Linked DNA regions of Rattus norvegicus: region 2 is linked to region 1. The links are chromatin contacts, called in public Hi-C maps. All regions are on one chromosome and are shown on one strand. The core of a region is the stretch at or near the end of the contact, and the rest is flanking DNA. Distances in the headings are between cores, read along the strand shown.

What was found. A called contact is a pair of places that touch in the nucleus more often than the background predicts.
Region 2: a contact with region 1 is called in a Hi-C map of psoas muscle, with 4 times the contacts expected there. The contact joins the promoter of Txlnb here to the enhancer-like site in region 1. A contact is called at or near these places in 3 of 12 Hi-C or Micro-C datasets (frontal cortex, hepatocytes and psoas muscle).

Annotation. Positions count from the first base shown.
Region 1 is chr1:14,141,160-14,143,898 of GRCr8, reverse strand. No RefSeq gene overlaps it. Among named protein-coding and RNA genes, the nearest start is that of Cited2, 10 kb to the right of the region's middle. Within about 2 kb of position 1,333, at least 15 of the 93 cell types and tissues checked have an H3K27ac peak or open chromatin away from gene starts, as enhancers often do.
Region 2 is chr1:14,223,328-14,226,066 of GRCr8, reverse strand. It overlaps Txlnb (taxilin beta), which reads right to left and starts at 1,348. Exons shown (of 10, transcript NM_001135859.1): 1 at 1,208-1,348.

The DNA of each region.
Region 1 (2,739 bases), core at 84-2,583:
GCTCGCTGTGATCTGTGGGTCATAAGTGGGGAGGCTCACACTCCTCTCTGCTCCATAATGTCTAACCTCAGCGTTGGAGGGTAATTCCGTCACTGAGATGGGAAGCACCGGCAGCCATGTTGGTTGACACAGGTCATCTACTGGGAACGTCTGTGGGAATGGGTGGCAGGAACAACTCCATGTGACCTGGCTTACTCACAGCGTGTCAGCCTCAAGGTGGTGAGACTCAGGGCTCCAAAGGGGTGTGCCCTGAGAGGAGTGGGAGGGAACTGTGTGGTCTTTTTCTGAATGAGCCTCGCAAGGTCAGTGGTAGAAAACGCAGAGAGTGAAACCCCAGGTCTGTGGAAGCCGTACCACGCCACCATCTGAGGAGAAGAATGTCAAATGATTTGTCAACACCGGAAAAACAAAACGACAAGTGTCATGAGGAAAACAGGAGTAAGGTTGAAGAGTTCCACGGGGGAAGAAGGTAGCATCCAGGATCCATTCACCGGTGAGGCAAAGTCTGAGTCTTGAGTCTTGGGGAGGAGCAATCACAGAGAGTCAACAGATGGAGATAATTTAACTCCCAGAGATGCCAATTAGCATGGTGAGGGCTGCTAATGGCGAAGAGGAGTTTGAATGCAGTCTTAGATTCTGCTTAAAGGTATATGAGAAACGTGTGTGTGGCGGGGTGTGTGTGTGTGTGTGTGTGTGTGTGCGTGCGTGTGTGTGTGTGTGTGTGTGTGTGTGTGTGTGTGTGTAGCCAGCGGTATGCAGATTTGGGATGAGGATGCTTGGGTGGGTTGGAGACCAGCATTGCATATCTGGGCTGTAAAAACCCCAGTGTCTTGATGCTGCCTGAACCTCCAGTAATAGAAGAATTGGCTGATGGTGAAACAGGAATGAAAACCCTTATCTAAGACTGAACAATGGAGCAAAGCTGACCTCAGAGCTGGCTGGCTTGTGGATGGGAGAAGAAACAGGTAAGGGGAGGCACAAAAGCCTTCCAATACTTACAAAGTCCTACCTCTGTTCCTTCAGTCTCTCTTTTAAGGTACAAATGTTCTTAGCGGGGCATCAAATCGAGCCATTGGCTCTTGAGCGAAAGGAAGACAGGAGGAGGGGACTTGAAAAAGGAAAAAGACCCTTAGGAAAAGGACACCTTTTGTGAATTCTAATTTTGGTGGACTGTAGCGAAAGAGTGTGTGCAGGCATCCTTGACTTGGTCCTGCCTTGAAGTTTACTGTAGGTCGTACAGAACCTGTTATGGTTCAGTAAAAGCAAATGCGGTGGAGATTAGTTGCTGAAGCAAGTGTCAATCTAGTCTTGGTAGCCACTCAGAAGGAAGTGCGAATAAAATTGATAGGACCTTAGCGCCACCTGGTGGCCAGTATGTGAAATGCGTCCTTGTACTAGAACCCTCACTTCTGTGTGCAAAATAGTCATTTCCTGGGTAGTTACCCGCACGATTACCCACAGTTCCTTTTGTGCAACTAGTTTTAACATATCAATCTGTCATCTATCCAAGTAACTGAGGATAGATGGAGGCCTATGGTGGTGGGAAGTTAGATAAGGAAAACTAGACGAACAGGCAGACTGTTGGCCCTTTCCTGCTTAAAGCTCACAGTTGTCAATTTTGCTTCGTCCAAGTTAGCATCAAATCATAGGATTCTCTCTCTGAGGGATTAAATAACAATAACAGTGATGGTGATGAAAATCGTGCATCAGGAGGAGTAGTTTGAAGAAATCAGAGTCCTAATATCGATTGAATGCTTTCTACTCCTAAGTCCCGAGTGACCAAATTAATATATAAGGGAGTGAGGCAGAACTTGAAATGAAGAGTTGGTTAGAAATTTTAGCACACGTAATTGGAACCACTGTACCGGCAATGGATGTCTTGTAGTCGCCTGAAGCATTAAAAGTGTCGTGCACAAGAAATATTTCATGGCTGGTAAGGTTCGGATACTTGTTTGAAGGCCAGTAAATCTCAGCATACAACAACAGCGTAATGTTATTACGACAATGTAGGGGATGTTTACAGAGACGGCTTCAACTCTCGGAGCGCCCGCCCAGCTGGATCCAGTCTGTGGCTCACCGCCAGGCTCCCGCTTACCTCAGAAACGGAAAAGTAAGGAGATGCCGTAATAGGATTTGACGCAGCTCCTCGCGTAGCCCGTCTTTCCACAGAAAGAAAAGCGATAGGGATGGGGCCGATGTTTCTTTCATGAGAATTTGAATACAAGTTATATTAATTAAACATCTTCATTTCGCTGATGGAGAAACTTGAGGCAGCGGTGATTAAATTACACGGCTATTTAGTTGCAGAGTAAGACCCATGTTTTTTAATCCCAGTCTACTGTTCATTTCGGTAAGAAAGCCGGTAGGCTCACCCTTAGGGCAGACAAGTCTGGATATGTCCAGGAAGATCATTTAAGTATACACAGACTGACTGTTATACCTCCTGTATTTATTTTCTCGAGACAAGGCTTCTCTCTGTAGCCCTGGCTGTCCTGGGCCTACCTCTGTAGACCAGGCTGGCCTCAAGTTCACAGAGATCTGCCTGCCTCTACTTCCAAGAGATGATATTAAATGTGTGGCCATTTCCTGTGTCTTAAGAGGTTCATTTTCTTACACATTTTGACATTCAAATATCATTCTGAAACTTATAATCAGAACTCGTGTATAATTGTAATCAGCCACTGGGGCAAATTACAAAGTGGTCTTTTTTTTTTTTTTTTTTTTTTCAACCTGGGAGAA
Region 2 (2,739 bases), core at 99-2,598, 82 kb before region 1:
ATGCAGTAGGTGTCGAACACTTGCATGCCAACACGAGAGTGGGGAATGCAGCATACAGACACTCCCTACCCACCTGTGGCGCCCACCCAGCCTTCGCTGACTTAGAAGGAAGTTCACTCGTTTAATCCAGCCGCTGGGTTATCACAAAATATGGCGATGTCTCCACCACTGCGATTTAGATCCTGACCTCCGCTCGCTATGCTCTCTGCTATATATAACTCCTGCCTCCCCCCACCCACCCTCCACCCCCCACCCCCAGCACACAGAGAGACACGTGTCACCTGCTGTCCAGCCAGGAGTTATTTTAAGTTCTTCTAAAATGAGTTCTGACATTTAGCCCTTCATCCCTGAAGTCAAGAGAATAGGCTCTAAGTCAGACTAAAAATAGTGAACATTTACTGGTTTGAATGCATATGTGAGCTTTTAAGTGTAGGGGAGATTATCATTGGGTGAGCTCTATAGTCAATCAAATTCCAAAGCAGTCACTTCAACACAGTCCATGGGCATGGTACTGTGGTTAGGCTACGAGAAAATGTTCTTGTGATCTATTCAAGCCATCAGATGCTACAGTTGTTTTTTTGTTTTTGTTTTTTTAAATACTTTAGTCCATGGATATTCTTTAAATTCCTGTTCCACATTAATTGTGTGTGTGTGTGTGTGTGTGTGTGTGTGTGTGTGTGTGTGTAGCACTGGGAATCAGTCCCAACACCTCAAATACTCCCCTGTTGTGCTGTATTCCAAACCCCAACCTTCTTTTAAAACAGTAACCTGTTTTGTTTACAGGACAATTCACTTCTTTAAAGTGCTTCGGAACAAATTAACAAGCAGGAAAACCAAATACAAACAGAGCTGAAGAACGTTACAATAGTGTTACAATAGTCCCCGATGTAGTAAAGTTTCTTCTAGCAAAGAAACTCTAACATCTCTCCTTTATAAATTATATTGGTCCTCCGGTGAGGAGTTCCTTCTAGCAAAGAAACTCTAAAGTCTGTTCTTTACAAACTTTGTTGGTCCTCCGGTGAGGAGGAATGTCTCCTGCCCTAGCAGTCCCCGTGGCTGCCCAGGCACACACACCATCCCTTCAGGATCCACACTTTTGTCTTTAGACATTGAACAATGGAAGGCCCTTCCACCATTCACCGGCATCTGCAACTTTTGAATACTACGGACTACAGGCTGGGCTTGGGGGAGTGTTTGCCACACTTACCAGAAGGAAGGGAGCTAAGCGGGAAGAGAAAGGAGAGGAAAGAGGTGGCAGAGAGAGCAGCAGCAGCAGGGACAGGCGCGGGCTGTGTTCTTACAAGGAGGGAGAAATCACACAGACACAAACGCGCGCGCGCACACACACACACACACACACACACACACACACACACACACACACACACACACACGCCCACAAAGGGAGGGGGTGGGGAAGGGAACGTCCCCTGACGCAGCAAGAGTGATGTCTGCCCATGCTTCAGTAGGTGTCGCCAAGTGAGTATCCTTTGAAAGAAAGGCAGCCAGTAGATTGTGGGACTCTCCCTGTTTAGCCCTCTTTAAAATTCAAATCCAGATGAATGGCCTCCTGGTGCGTTCCCTCCCCTCCCCCCCCCTCGCCAAGCCCCCACCCGCATGGTTGTTATTTTGGACAGCGAGTGTTTTTATTTTTTTTTTTTTGCTTTACCTCCCTCTTGGTTGATGATTCAGTCAATGTCCATTGGGCTTGGTTATCAGTTAGTGTCAGGTTTCTTTTGAATCACCAAAGACTGGACGGGGCGAAGCACAAGAGAGGTGGCAGAGGCTGGAGTTCTGGGGACACTACTATCTGATTGTTGTTGTTATTGTTTTTGCAAAGTTTTTTTTTTCTTTTATTGGATTTTTTTTTTTACTTACATTTCAAATGTTATCTCCCCTTTCCCAGTTTCCCCTCCAGAAATCTGCTATCTCTCCCTGCTTCTATGAGGGTGCCCCCCCTCCCACGCCCACGCCCCCACCCCCGCCCCTGACATTCCACTACACTGGGACATGGAGCTTTGACAGGACCAAGGGCCTCTCCTCCCATTGATGCCCAACAAGGCTCACCCTCTGCTACATATATGGCGAAGTTTGAAATGAATCTAGGTGGCTTTAGGAACTGTGGTTTAGGTAGTCTCTGAGAGTGTGGGGTGTCCAGAACTGGCATCTCATGAGCTGACTCACCCTAAAAATGCCTTTCTAGGGCCTAGAGGCGGAGGTAGGTGGCTCTCTGTGACTTTGAGGCCAGCCCGGTCAATATGGTGAATTCCAGGACAGTCAGAAGGAAGTGTTAATATCCTATCTGAAGGAAACAAGCCTTCCTCCTAACTTAAGCCACTCCCGGGTGTCTTAATTTTTCTGGAGAATGTATTTCCATCTTTTACCAAAGCAGATTTTTTTTTTCTGTCAAAGTTTCTGCTCTGAGTATAGTCTGTGCACAGCATCTCTGAGAACACAGTCACTCAGAAGCCGTCCATGTCCTCCGGGGGAGCTCTTGAATCTGGCACTTTACCTGAGAAAGGGACTTGCAGATGTGGTTAAGGATTGTGTGGTGGAGGATCGTCTAGAATGATCTGAGAGGCCTACTAATCACAGGGTCCTTATAAATAAGGCAAGCAGGCTGAGAATCAGAGTGAAAAGACCTCCGGAGAGGACCTTTCCCTCAGGAGGAGACCCCCAAGCGCCCAATGACCGAGCCGAGGCCACTCGGATGCAATCAGCAAGAGGGTTTATTGGAAA